3 separate regions of the Mus musculus genome follow, and regions 2 and 3 are each linked to region 1. Evidence: chromatin contacts called from public Hi-C and capture Hi-C data. All regions are on one chromosome and are shown on one strand. The core of a region is the stretch at or near the end of the contact, and the rest is flanking DNA. Distances in the headings are between cores, read along the strand shown.

The links. A called contact is a pair of places that touch in the nucleus more often than the background predicts. Capture Hi-C pulls out chosen DNA fragments and counts their contacts.
Region 2: a capture Hi-C map of macrophages shows a contact between it and region 1, with 2.0 times the contacts expected there. A contact is called at or near these places in 4 of 39 promoter capture datasets (cranial neural crest, embryonic stem cells and pre-B cells), 1 of 130 datasets of targeted methods (embryonic stem cells) and 2 of 9 other capture datasets (embryonic stem cells and macrophages).
Region 3: a contact with region 1 is called in a Hi-C map of bone marrow-derived macrophages, with 40 read pairs. A contact is called at or near these places in 3 of 39 promoter capture datasets (embryonic stem cells, hippocampal neurons and macrophages), 4 of 484 Hi-C or Micro-C datasets (the Patski cell line, bone marrow-derived macrophages, embryonic fibroblasts and 1 more), 5 of 130 datasets of targeted methods (CD8 T cells, the SCID.adh cell line, bone marrow-derived macrophages and 2 more) and 4 of 9 other capture datasets (adipose tissue, liver, macrophages and 1 more).

The regions. Positions count from the first base shown.
Region 1 is chr19:11,405,382-11,410,292 of GRCm38.p6, forward strand. Ms4a4c (membrane-spanning 4-domains, subfamily A, member 4C) reads left to right here and starts at 2,280. Exons shown (of 7, transcript NM_029499.3): 1 at 2,280-2,386.
Region 2 is chr19:11,194,018-11,198,928 of GRCm38.p6, forward strand. Ms4a13 (membrane-spanning 4-domains, subfamily A, member 13) reads right to left here and starts at 2,720. Exons shown (of 7, transcript NM_001347435.1): 1 at 2,528-2,720. It overlaps 4930526L06Rik (RIKEN cDNA 4930526L06 gene), which reads left to right and starts at 2,800. Exons shown (of 3, transcript NR_045317.1): 1 at 2,800-2,947.
Region 3 is chr19:11,556,523-11,561,433 of GRCm38.p6, forward strand. It overlaps Ms4a4d (membrane-spanning 4-domains, subfamily A, member 4D), which reads left to right. Exons shown (of 7, transcript NM_025658.5): 7 at 1,355-1,944. The coding sequence ends at 1,495. Among named protein-coding and RNA genes, the nearest start is that of Ms4a4d, 22 kb to the left of the region's middle.

The sequences.
Region 1 (4,911 bases), core at 1,030-3,529:
AAGTTTTATGTCGAGGTCCTTGATCCACTTGGTCTTCAGTTTTGGGCAGGGGTATTTTGATTGGGATTGCTTTGAATCTTTAAATAGATTTTGGTTAAATGATCATTTTCACAAATTTAATTCTATCAGTCCTGAAGTAAAGTCCTGAAGTCTTTACATTTTCTAGTGTATTTCTGCAGAGCTGTAAAATTTCATCACAAAGATCCTTCCTTTCCTTGGCTAGGTTTATTACTACATATTTTATTTTCTTTGAGGATATTGTGAATGGGAGTGTATCAATGGTCTTCTATGTATGTTTGCTGTGTGAAAAAGCTACTGATTTGTGCAAGTTGATTCCATATCTTGCCATATTTCTGAATTTGTATTTCATTATGAGAAGATTTTAGGAGAATTTTTCGGGTCTCTATTGTATAGTATCATGTCATCTGAGAATGGGAATAGTTTGTTGTCTTCATTCTCTATCTGCACCCATTTCAATTTTCTTCTCTTGCCTTATTGTTCCAATTAGTATTCAGAACACAATACTGAAAAAAAGTGAGAATAATAGAATTTCTGTCTCTTTCTTGACTTCAGTGGGATTGCTTCAAGCTTTTCTTCATTTACAATGATGTTGGCTATGAGTTTATAAAATACAGCTTTTATTATATTGAGGTATGTTCCCTCTAGCCTACATTCTGTAGGAATTTTATCGCGAAGGCTGAAGGCCTGTTGGATTTTCTCAAAGGGTCTTTTCACATCTCTTGATATGATCATGCAATTTTCGTCTTTAAATTCATTTACATGATTGATTTATTATATTAATGAACCTGTGACGATTGAATCATTCCATGTTTTCTGGATACAGCCAATGTTGTCATGGTAGATAATCTTTTTTTAATATATGTTTGTATTCTTTTTGTTAGTATTTTATTGAGCATTTTTAGATCTATGTTCTTCAGGAAAATGACATGTAGTTTTCGTGTGTGTGTGTGTGTGTGTGTGTGTGTGTGTGTGTGTGTAATTAGAGTGACACTGGCTTCATAGAGGGTGGTCAAGAGTGCTCCTTCTGTTTTGGCAAAGAGCAGCTTTGACATCTAGGGTAAACTGGAGTGGGTCATAGAGTAGTCAATTGGTCATTCAACAGACTTTTATTAGAGGGAACACAGCTTGATTCTCTGGGGCTAGTGGAGGACTCCCTGGGGCTGGAAGAAAGACTCTGGGTCCAGTGAAACTTTCTGGAGTCAGCAAGAAAAAGGTGGGAAAGAATCACACAAACAGACACACGGACACACATACACACACACACACACACACACACACACACACACACACACACACACACTTGGTGGATGAATCAAGCATCAACTACTTCACCAATTACATACATACATACATACATACATACATACATTCATATATTTGTTGGGTGGAACAAAGCTCCAACAACTTTATTTTTTATCACACATCTTACGTATCCCAGAAAATCTTTCAAGACCTACAAAAATTACCCACATTCTATTTATATTTATTCATTGGTTCCTAATTATTCTATTCCACAGATGTGGGTCAATTACACTATGTTCTGAATTTTTTTGGCCTTGTAGCTTTTATAAATTACCAACTCCTCATAGAAACTTGACTGCAGTGAAGTGGAAGAATCTGGGAGCTTCTTCCTAATCAACTTGTGGTTGAAATTCTGGCCCTGCCACTTATTGGTGGTGTGATATCCATTCCTTCATTTTTTAAAAATGGAGCCAAGGATACAACAGACCAGATATTTCCCTAGGTCAGAAGGTATGTCGTAGGTCACAGTTCTAGGCCCCCAGGAGCCACCTGAGCTCTCCTGATTCATCTCTCTCCCTCTTTTGGGCTCTTCCTAGACTTTTGTCATTGTACAATGGATCATGCCTGTGTGTAAAGATACAGTGAGATCATGAAGTAATGTACTCAATGTACAATAGACAAGGAAATAATGCTCCTGCTGCTGTTCCTACCCAAATGTTTCAAACTCCCTTATTGCCTTCTCCTCCCCCATCCCACCCTTCTCCCATCAGTCATTATGGTTTGGGATGCTACACTGTAATAATATACCACAAATTGATACTTGTCTATATTCTCAATAAAAGTGTTATTTGCATTTCAAAATATTACCCATATCCATTTGTCTAAATGACAATAGTTTCTACCTTGAATCCTCAGAGTACACATCCACTCATGTATGATGGCTGAAGTGGGTGGGGAGGAAATGCCAGAAGCAAAAGGTTCTGCCTCTTAGTCAGTGGAGGGGAAGTCCTGGCACAATTAACCAGTCTGCTATCTACAAAGGGGGAACAGAGTCCTGTGAGAACACACAATCAAAACTTCTCCTGGAATAAATCATCTGACATCAGATCCTTCCCATTGTCTGGTTAGTACATCTTTTTATTTTATTGGAGGTTGAGGAATAAATTTTACTTAAAACAAGTTTTCTAAAGAAAAGACTTATGTTTTGTTCTGTAACATTTTATGATTAAAATAATCTGTTATGCACGGTTTAAAATATGATAAGGAGGTGAATATTTATAGTCCTTATTTTGTAACTTAAATATTTGAGTATTTAAAGTTTGATGTGCTCTCTCTACAATAACCTGTCATTGCTGATTATAGGGATGCCAATGGAGTGTGAGATATTGAAGTCCAAACAACATTTTTTAAAAGCATAGTAGGAAGAAACATAAGCATTGTCTGTTTTTTAATCTATTGGCATTCCTAAGAGTGTAAAACAAATGTCATACCTCATCTTTGAAAGCTTCTCCAAAGAAGCTCCAGCTTCTCCAAAGCTGCTTCCTAGAGCAGCTGAAGATCCAGAGAGCCAGGTCCTCCATCTAGAACCAGTCAAGCTAGTCTCACCTGTTCTTTCTCCAGGGTAATACAGACTACACACATAGCATGAGACTCTGGAGGATGCCAGAGGCCCAGGTGTTGGGGGGAAGAACATTGATATAACTTTGACATTGGTTAAAACATGAAATACCAGTATGGCCTATCAAAGTTGAGATGGGATCCATGGGGAGATAGATGCAATTATAATTTAGGTTCTTGACCCAACTGGGTGTAGAGTCAACTTGAATCTAAGTTGTTGAAACACCATTCAACAATGACCCTGGATCTTGATATCATTGGATGGGAAACATGGAATTATTCAGGTAATTTACCAGTGTGTGTGTGTGTGTGTGTGTGTGTGTGTGTGTGTGTATGGTATGTTGGAGCTTTGTTCCATCTACCATATGTATGTATGTATGAATGTATGTATCATGTATGAATGTATGTATGAATTTATGTATATATGTATGTTTGTATATATGTAATGTGTGAAGTTGTTGGAGCTTGTTGAAATTTGCTTCATTTACTAAGTACCCTAAGCATTCAGTTTCACTTTCCCTCAAAAGGCCATTTTCAGTTTCAGCCCTCAACACTCCTTGTGATATCTTGTGGAACTGTTCAGTGTGCCCCATACCTGTGCATGCTCTTCCTATCGGAGTTAATCCCCCCAGCTGGTGCCCTGTGGTTTATAATTATTTTCATGTTATTTGTTTTCTGGGAACCTGTACTTTGGAAGCCAGCACTGCAGTGGCTGCTTGTGTGTGTTGCTGGATCTCAACAAAGAAGGATCCCTTATCTAGTGTCAGCAGTGTAGAGAAAACCAAGAAGAATAGAATCACAAAGCACTATTGGGTACCCAGTTATCAATGTTGCCACTGCTCCTATGGGTGCTTCCTACAGTGGACTTCTAAGGCAGCTTCACTTACTGCTATCATGGCTGAAGAAGCTACACAGATCCTGCAGTTCTGCATTATCTAGAACCAAAGCTACTGCATTGTACCCAACCCACATTCCTGCCCCTGAAGGCCTTTCACAAATCCAGTTGGGATGAGGTTACTACTTGATTAGATGCACAGGTGTCCCTCCATCATCTCACTCTCCTCCATTGTGATGGCTTTGCTTTGCTCACTCATCAGCTCTCCTTTCAGATGCTCCCATCTCCATGAATCTCCTCTTCATTCCAATGTTTGGGGTCACTGGTGACCTCTGAGCTCTCCGGAGGCTCTGCTTTACCAGGCAGAGAACAGATTGTCCAAGATTCTAATGGCAGGCTTCCTTATCAGTTCACTGAATTTCCTAGGATTTCCCTGAATTTGTTCCTGAATTTTTGAATTTATCAAACTCCTTGGAGAGGAAAGTTTATGAAACATTTATTTTATCTGTGGCCTGTACTATGATTCATTAATGTAAACTTAACCTAAGAAATGTGTATTGAGTAAGACAAATGAAATTTTATCCCCCAAGGGATCATATGATAGAGACTTTGCTTCTAACATATAAATGCTGAAGTAGCAGTACCTATAAGACAGCAGTTCTCAACCTTTGGGATGAGACCCCTTTAGGGGTTAAATGACCTTCTCACAGGAGTCACCCCCGGAGCTCTTGTCTCTAGCTGCATATGTATCAAAAGATGGCCTAGTTGGCCATCACTGCAAAGAGAGGCCCATTGGACTTGCAAACTTTATATGCCCCAGTACAGGGGAACACCAGGGCCAAAAAGGGGGAGTGGGTGGGTAGGGGATTGGGGGGGTGGGTATGGGGGACCTTTGGGATAGCATTGAAAATGTAAACGAGGAAAATACCTAATTAAAAAAAATCATCCTAAAATTCAAAAAAAAAAAAGAAAACATTGTTATTTACATTATGACTTATAACAATAGCAAAATTGCATTTATGAAGAAGAAAGAAAGTAATTTTATGGTTGGGGAAGGGTCACCACAACATAAGGAACTCTATTAAAGTTTTGTGACATTAGGAATGTTGAGAACCACGACCCTAGGCACATGGTTAGGTAAGTGGAAGTCTTGCTCTTAGAATGGATTCCAGTAGTGTTATGTGACCCTGGTTAGT
Region 2 (4,911 bases), core at 1,470-3,969, 210 kb before region 1:
TGATAAAGGACTGAACTTCTGAACCTGTAAGCCAGCCCCAAGTAAATGTTGTTTTTTATAAGACTTGCCTTGGTCATGGTGTCTGTTCACAGCAGTAAAACCCTAACTAAGACACTTAAGTAAGTGTTGTGCTTTCAGACACCATCTCTAAGAAGCAATCAAGAGTTGAGATGTAAAGATAGCTAAGTTTAATTTCTCTACCATAACTAGATATCCACAGAATCACAGAAATTGTATAGAGGAATAATGAAATGCCATATCAAGAGTGCTGTTAATCCCTGCTTCCAGAAAACAGAAACATAAGTCATTTTGTGTTTATGGATAGATTTATTCACATTTATAGCATACCAGTAGAAGCACCATATGGCAATTTGGTGAGTAAAATATTTAATGTTCCTGTAATCTCTATGAGGTCCACAGTAAACTCATCCAAATGAAGAACTCATAAAAATGCTAATCAGAAAAAGTATGTTTGCCTTTATATGCCTCAGTACAGGGGAACACCAGGGCCAAGAAGTGGGTGGGTGGGGAAGTGGGTGGGGGAGTGTGTGTGGGACTTTTGGGATAGCATTGGAAATGTAAATGAAATAAATACCTAATTTAAAAAAAGTATGTTTGCATTGCTTAATTGCTTAAGATGTTCAATTTAATTGCTGGAAGAAAAAAGTATACTAATGAAATAACTTGTCAGAATTCTCTTAAAAAACAACTATATTTGACTACTCTGCAATCCAATTAAAAATCCAAATTTTGTATAAATAAATAAATAAATATTATTTGTTTTTATTTTCTGGTGATTCCATTGTTAATCTAGAAGTAGGTGAAAGACAAGTCACCTAGTTGTTATACCTAGACCAACTGTCACATGCTAAAACTTGCACAGATATTCTGGAACACTCAGAGAGAGACCATGTCTATTATTTATCCTGAGCATCTTTAGCAGAGATAAAAATCCAACACTGTCTTCATATAAAGCTAAAGTGCTTAAGAAATGATTTTAAAAAGTAATTAATTTTTAATTTTAGGCAGTTTCATTTATATGTATAATGAATTTTAGTTCTTATCTTCCCCTGTTGTTCTTTTTTATCTGCCCACCTTCTTTTGCTAAAACCCCTTTTCTTCCCAACAGGTCCCTCCATTACTTTCCTGCCTGTTTTATGTGTCTGACCTACTGAGTTAAGTAGGGTTGCCCTCATGAACATGGGTGGGAGGTTTTATCCTGGATCCTGGGTTATACCACTGAAGAAAGTGACACCTCTCTCCTCAGCCACTATTAACTGTTAATAGTCCCTCAGGGTAGGGGTGAAGCCTCCAGAGCCCTTCCTCCCTCTAATGAAAAAGTTGATGACTCTAGTGTTGGGTAGGTGACCACATCTGTAGTGAGTTCATGAGTGCATCACCCATGTTACATTCAGAGGACAATGTTGCACAGCCCTTTCTACCACTTCTGACTTTAAATCTTCCTACCCTCTCTTCTATAACGTTCATGGAGCCTTGGTGTGTGTGTGTGTGTGTGTGTGTGTGTGTGTGTGTGTGCGCGCGTCCCAGAAAAATGATTTAAAACATCTAAAACGTTTTTACTTTAAAATAATTGTGTATCTGCATGTGTGTTTGGATGCCTATGAAAAAGGGTGTCAGGTCCCCTGAAGTTTAAGTTGGCACCGAGCTGCCTGATAAGAGTGTTAGCAATTAAACTCTGGTTCTCTGCAAAAACAGCAAGATTCATGACCACTGAACCAGCTCACCAACCTCAAAAAAGATTTTTTAAAATAAAATGAAGAGAATGACATCTTCAGAGGACACACCAATTTCTTCATGAACTGCTTCCTGCCCACCTTCCCCTCTCACTTGGTCACTCGGACTTCATAGCTTAACAACCCTGGTAGTAACCCTTTCCCCAAAGCCTGCTTGTGCTACAAGGTAGCTAGATACACAGATGTTTGTCTTAACATTTTGCCCGTAATTCCTGCCACATTGTGTTGCAAATTTTTTTCAAGACTAACTTCAAATCACTTTGTTGTCCCCAGAAATTATAAAGTTCATTTCCATGTGTTCGTGGTCATTCCTGCTTAATTCCCTGGCCATATGCATTCAGTTACTCCCCTCTTTCTTCCCCCTTTTCTGATAAATATTTTAAGTGAATACTTTACTTAAGGTGACTAGTGGCGAACCTTGATGTTACAGTCATGAGAAGTATTTTACTTTTCACCTCACATCATGATACACCCATATACCGGCAGTCAGTACTAGATGAAATCTAGAAGGAGTGGGTGGGAATAAGTAGCTGCTGGCAGCTACTTGTGAGGTCAAGGCAGGACGATTGCTCAGCCCAGGAATTCTAGAGCAATCTTGTCAACACAGTGAGACCCCACATTTCAAAAAGTAAATAAAAGTATTTTTTAGAAGGTCAAACGAGAGGGTATAAAAGATGGAGAATGGAGATGTGCCCACCTCTCTTTCCTCAACCCCCTTTCTCCAGACCGTGTCCATTTTGATGCTTAGCAAAAGTAAAGAGGCACACTGTTACCTCACATTTCAGTTGTCCCAAGACCCAAGGATCCAGTTTCACCCTATCAGGCCTAGGCACAGGCTGAAGAGAAGGATCACCGTGGATGGTGCTCTCAGCGCTAGATCTGGCTGCATAGCCATCAGAGGCAGCAGCGCGCAGTCTAGCTCCCAGGTGGTTGTCAAGCTCCTCAAGCCGCCGGGTTGTCAAGGGCAACAGCCCTCTCTTAGGGCAGAGGGATGAGAACCAGTGCGCAGACTCACTGGGGCCTGCGGGCCACGCCCTGGTCCCTCACTTCGATCCTCTTCTGGAGTTTCTAGTAATGGCTTCCCTGGACATGGCTGGAACACTGCCTCTTCAGGGATGCTTCTCCTAAGATAGAATGGCCGCAGAGACCTGATCGTTTACCACACATTTCAGAAGGTTTCAAGTTGTAAAAAGGCAAGTAAATGAGTTAATAGTTTACTCTTCTTCCACCCTCCTCCAAATATAAATGGCTAAAGAAATTAATGAAGAGACTCTTTAGGAAATGATTAAAATGACTGCTTTGACCCACCCGCTGGGGACATTTTACTATGCAGGCTCTCTGCACCGTATTGGTTTTGGATTTGATATGAGGCAGTAGTTCAACGTTTGTGAAGAGAAACATAAAGATGCATAGATAGCTATGAAAAGATAAAGAATACTCTACTACTGGAGAGCAAATGGGGAGACAGAAAGGAAAACCTGTTTTCTCTAGGGAGCACAGGCCACCTGCCGAGCACCGAAGACTTCCTGAGGGCTTAAAGACCCTTGGACAGTAGATGCTCCTTTAACCAGAGCATGCTGTGAGCTTTCATTTATTCCTGGAAGACTTAAAATTCTGGCTTACATTGCAAATATTTCGTGGATGATAATCCTTTTATGAAGGATAATCTTTTTATAATATATATTCATATAGTATTATATTATTTATATTTCATTATATGTTACATAGTATACATAAAATAGATATGTATACATAAATATATTTAAATATATTTATATGTAGCCGGGCAGTGGTGGCTCACAGCTTTAATCCCAGCACTTGGGAGGCAGAGGCAGACAGATTTCTGAGCTCGAGGCAAGCCTGGTCTACAAAGTGAGTTCCAGGACAGCCAGGACTACACAGAGAAACCCTGTCTCAAAAACAAACAAACAAACAAACAAAGAAACAAACAAAATATTATCCTTTGTCGGGCGTGGTGGCTCACGCCTTTAATCCCAGCATTCGGGAGGCAGAGGCAGGCGAATTTCTGAGCTCGAGGCCATCCTGGTCTACAAAGTGAGTTCCAGGATAGCCAGGGCTACACAGAGAAACCCTGTCTCACCCCCCCAAATATATATATATATAAATTATAAAAATTATATGAATCATATAAAATATAAATATATATTTAATTATAATGTATGTTGATAATAGTATTATGATATATTCTATATTATTTATAATATATAAATATATAAGTATATAATATTTATATAGCACTTTTAAAATTAATACACTATATGGTTCCGTATAATATAATAACATATAATGTATTATATATAAAAATAGAAAAGAGGCCCTTGGTCCTGTGAAGGCTCTATGCCCCAGTATAGGGAAATGCTGGGGCCAGGAAGTGAGAGTGGGGTGGGTTGGTGAGCAGGGGGAAGGGGGAGGGGGAAGGAGGGAGGGGGATAGGGGATTTTTTTCAGAGAGAAAACCAGGAAAGAGGATGACATTTGAAATGTAAATAAAGAAAATACCTAATAAAAATAGAAAAGGATAATCCTTTTATAAAGATTTTATAAAGATTTTACTTTTATAAAGTATGGCTAGCACTCCTAAGGCTTAAGTACTCAAAAGAGTCAATGAGGCTTTAAAGTTACTGAGGTCTTTTCCATGCTTTTTATAGCAATGAAAATGTGGACTAGAAATTGAATAGCTTTTTTTTTTTTTTTTTTTTTTTTTTTTTTTTTTTTCATCATAGCTAACTTCTTTACATTGAAACTCTGAAGACCTTTCAAATAAGAGAAAATAAAATGCCAAGGTTCTCTTACTGTCTGAATTGTGTATTAGTTGGTATATCATTAAAAGAGCTATTAGTTTTATGGTTTTTATTTCTGTGTGTGTGTGTGTGTGTGTGTGTGTGTGTGTGTGTGCATGTACATGCGTGTGTATCATAGGTGTGTGTTTAGTGGACCACTTGCTAGTTAGTTTTCTTCTTTCACCATGGAGGAACTAACTTAGGCTTGGTGGCAAACAACTTTACTTGCTGAGCCACCTCACAGGCCCTGGTTTGGATGCACCCTTGAGTAATACAGTGCATTAGTGATCTCACAGGAACATTACTGTTCCTCTGTGTTTTATGTATGAGAATTAGCAGGAGTAGGCACAGCCTGTG
Region 3 (4,911 bases), core at 1,534-4,033, 150 kb after region 1:
CCAGAGTAGGAAGGACACTTTTGAGGGAGGGAAACCAAACCAAACCAAACAAAAAAGGACAGACAAGCTGAAAATCCCCTCATCCTCCAGGCAGATGAAGATGGAGAGAAAGACTACAGAAGGCCAGAAAGTTTGGGAAAAAATATTTAGGAGTGCCAATCTACTGCTCTGAGTTCAGAGGTCACCCAATTCCAGATTCATGATTTGTAGAGCAAAAGACTGTACCAGGGACTCATGTTAGAAATTGAGATAGTTTATCAAAAAAAGAAAAACATTCCTAAGAATGGAAGTGCACTAGTGAGCTATACAAAGAACCTGAAGAGTGTCCAGCCACAGAATAAAGCACCTTTTGTAGGATCATTATAGACCCAGTCTTTTTGTTTGTATCTGTTTCTCTCACTGCCCCATAACCTCACACAGTATGCTGTCCTCCTTAGATGAAGCCAAGGTGAAGAAGAGCTTAGAGTCTTCTTTTGTGTACTGGTTTCTTTCACACTGAGTATGCCCTACTTGCGTTTAATTTGCTTTTATCAAATCCAGCCCCATTCCCTCCACTATAATTCTTCCTTTCTAGTCCCTATTCTCCTGTCTAAAGGGTGTTCACAGAGTTGATTGGGCTGTTGTTTCTCGAAAACTTTCAGCTTCTGCACACCTGGCCTTTGTCTTAACCCAAGACCTGCTGCAGATGCTCTTGAACATGGAGGAAGAAGTATGTCACATAGGGAGAAGAAAGTCACATGCATAGGAGGAGAAAAGTACATAGGAGGAGAAAATAGCCAGGAATTAGATCATGAATACAGTATGCCAGATAAGCTATTTCTAAGTTTGTATAAGAAGCTTGTGAAATCCAGCAATTGCTGTTTCTACTGACCTCATGTGTGTTAATCCATAAATGCAGTGGCCTAGGAGCCTGATTTGCTTAAGGATGTATCCTCTGCATTCTACTGCTGGCACATGCCCCTTGATTGTAAGGGACAGAATATATTTCCATGTGTCATTATGCTTCTGTCATTCTGGGCTACTGTCATGGGTGCTGAACTTTATTCATGGCCAACATGTCAATGTTTGGATGTGCTAATGACAACAGGAACAAACTAATTTGGTTCCCTGTGACACGTTGGTTCAAGTAAGCCATTTGTACAGAAGGCAGATGCTCTAAGATGCAGCTGCACACATCTCTGCTCAATCTCTGCCACCTGATGATCCAAGAGGTGGCCCAGACACCACCCAGTGTGGTGTTTGATTCAACTGAGTAGCCACAGTGTAGGCACTAGTAAAGGTAACATTATGAGGTAAGGAAATGGAAGTGCTGACTATCCTGGATGACTCAATGACATTTTGATTCATTCCACAGGTTCTTGTAGTGCTACCATCAAATTCTGCTGTGACAGTGACAGCACCCCCCATGATACTTCAACCATTGCCACCATCAGAATGCCAAGGGAAAAATGTTCCAGAAAATCTATACAGGAACCAACCAGGAGAAATAGTCTAATTTTGATGTACGTGTTTTCATGTGTGAGAGTGTGTGTGTGCACATGTGTATGCATTTGGCTTTTTGTACGAATATAAGACATGCTCTAAATAAGTAAGTCAAGCATTTATTAAGTCAATAACACTTTAAAATCTTCTATTCATTGTATGTACAAGAAGAATTTAATTGGCAAAAAAAATTTTAATGTAAACTGATAAAAACCTTGGTTTAGTGAGGTGAAGTCTCCAAAGAGTGAAGAATGGAGTTCATGGGTTTTTTTTGGGGGGGGGTTGCTAAATAAATAAATTTGGCTGCTCACGATCATATACAGACACATAAACTATGTAAGACAGCAGGTGTATTACCTTACTAATAATAGCAACCAATTTTAATCCTACATGAATGTTCATCTTAATAGTATATGCCTTAATTGTTATGGTGAAAAGTTACAATAAACAAAAGTGATTGAAATCAGAGCACTTGAACCTTAAATACACACACATGCATGAACACACAAACACACACATATATGCATCTATATACATTGTATATTTATATAAGTATAGTGCATCTCACTGTACATATATAGTATATATTTTGTGTGGATATAGAGAGTATACATACACATATGTGTATATATTACATATGACCTAAAAAGTTACTTATTATTGAGGATTGAAGCTCACATATTTAAACACTTGGTTCCAAGTAGAGCCATTCTTTTTAGAGATTGCTGAATCTTTCAGATATGAGGCCTAACTTGTGAAACTAAGTCACTAAAGGTTGCCGTTGAAGGTTTCACTGTCTTCCAGTTGAATGTTCACTTTATCTTTCTGGTTAAAGGCAAAGTCCAAAGACTGCTTTTAAGCTAAATTTCCCAAAAAGAAATAAGATTGTCAGTACATTCTTAGATAAATTGATTCTAAGTATGTGTCAATGTTTATTATTCATTATAGAATAAGTCTAGATCCTGCATTAATTTGGCATAGCATGATTTAAATTATTTGCATATTTCCAAGCATCCAGGGTACATCTGCAGGTATTGATGTGTTCCAGGAGCCAAACTTAGGCCCGATGCTATTTACTAATTATCTTAAATTAACTTTTAATATAGCTATATCAAGACAGTTCTCAGAAAGAAAACATTAAAAAAAAATACCAAATGGGATTGGAGAGACGGCTTAGTAGTTCAGAGTACTTGTTGCTCTTGGAAAGGACCTGGTTTAAGTTCCCAGAACCCACATTGTGACTCACAACAATCTTAACCCAGGTTCCAGGGGATCCAATGCCCTCTGCTGACTTTCACAGACACATGCCCACAAATTATGCACATACACACATTGTACAAAAAAAACACATAAAATGCAAAAAGTACGGGGTGGGGGGACATTAAAAATATTACATAAGACAAGAACTACAAAGTAATTAATTCAAGACCAAAAAGATAATGATTGATCTGAAGCTGTTTCAAATAAAACAAAATCCACACCAAACCAAACCAAACAAACATTTTCCTCATTAATGTTCCTCAGATACCCACCCATAAAGTCAGACCAGCCCACAGCAGTGCTTCTTGTTGGCAATGGGTCACACTCACAAAGATTTCATTGATTCTCTCAGTTCTCAGTTTCCTTCCATGCAGCTCTTTCTCTGTTCTTTGTGTGCTGTTGCTTCCTTGTTCTCATCACAGGAAGTGAGTTCTCAGCTAGGGATGGGATGTCCCAGTCAGTTATGAAAGTGCTTATGCTAAGCTCTCAACCCTTTGTTCTCTGAATCTGGTCACAGCACACAGCAGTGGCCAGGCTGTATTCTCAGCTGCATCTTTCCTATTGCCCAATAAGCCACAGACATTATGAGCAAGGCTGATGGTATTATGAAATACTGCATTTTTCCCTCTCCATTTGAAGCATTTGGGGTTTTTTTAACTTCTCCCCTTATCAAGAGAATAGAATAGTAGAAAAGGTGAGAAGAGGAAGGGAAGCATTATTTTTCCCACAGCAGCAAGGTTGCATTTCCTAAAACTGTAAATAATTTATTCAATTTTCTTATCCTGTCTGCACTCTTCCTCTGAAAGCACTTAAGGAAAATAAAATTCTGACCTTCTCTCTAGAGGACAAGATGCTTAGCCCATAGTGAGGCAGTCTAAAAGACTGTTTTCTGTCTCATGTAACACAGAAAGATGACAGGAGATATTACAGCTTTAATGTCCTGATGGAGTCAGCTGTGTCCCTACAGAGGTGCCTGTGGTTCTACAGTGGACAGGAATCACTGTGGATGCTGAGTTCTAGAGGATAAAGAGTGGGCTGGCTTAACTGGGAAATTTTACACACAAGCCAGAGAGAATATATCTCAAAATAATGTTTCTGAGCAGTTCCAGAATCTACTCCTATTTTCTTGTTTTGTGTCACAATCTTATAGTCATCCTTTTTGGAAAGTCATGTAAATAGAAGTGGGCTTTTATTGAATGTTTACAACCACACACAAAAAAAAAACTGAAACAAAAGAAAAAGGAGGAAGTATGTTAAGAATTAAACCAAACTTAGATAATTCAGTAGTATTTGTCTCATTTCTTTTTAGACTCCTCAAGAGCTATAGTTGTAGTTGTACATTATATACAGCCATCATATTCACATATTCAGCTATCTATCTATCCTATCTATCTATCTATCTATCTATCTATCTATCTATCTATCTATCTATCTAACTATCTATCTATGTGTGTGTCTATCCATCTGTCTCTCTCGCATACACACACACACACGCATATATATATATATATATATATATATATATATATATGACACATAATTTTCTTTTTTTTAATTTGAAATTTTTTTATTAGGTATTTATTTCATTTAAATTTTCAATGCTATCCAAAAAGTCCCCCACACACTCCCCCACCCACTCCCACTTCTTGGCCCTGGCATTCCCCTGTACTGAGGCATATAAAGTTTGCACGACCAATGGGGCTCTCTTTCCACTGATGGCTGACTAGGCCATCTTCTGATACATATGCAGCTAGAGACACAAGCTCCAGAGGGTACTGGTTAGTTCATATTGTTGTTCCACCTATAGGGTTGCAGATCACTTTAGCTTCTTGGGTACTTTCTTTAGCTCCTCCATTGGGGGCCCTGTGGTCCATCCAATAGCTGACTGTGAGCATCCACTTCTGTGTTTGCTAGGCCCCTGCATAGCCTCACAAGACACAGCTATATCTGGGTTCTTTCAGCAAAATCTTACTAGTGTATGCAATGGTGTCAGCGTTTGGAAGCTGATTATGGGATGGATCCCCGGATATGGCAGTCTCTAGATGGTCCATCCTTTCGTCTCAGCTCCAAACTTTGTCTCTGTAACTCCTTCCATGGGTGTTTTGTTCCCAATTCTAAGAAGGGGCAAAGTGTCCACAGTTTGATCTTCGTTCTTCTTGAGTTTCGTGC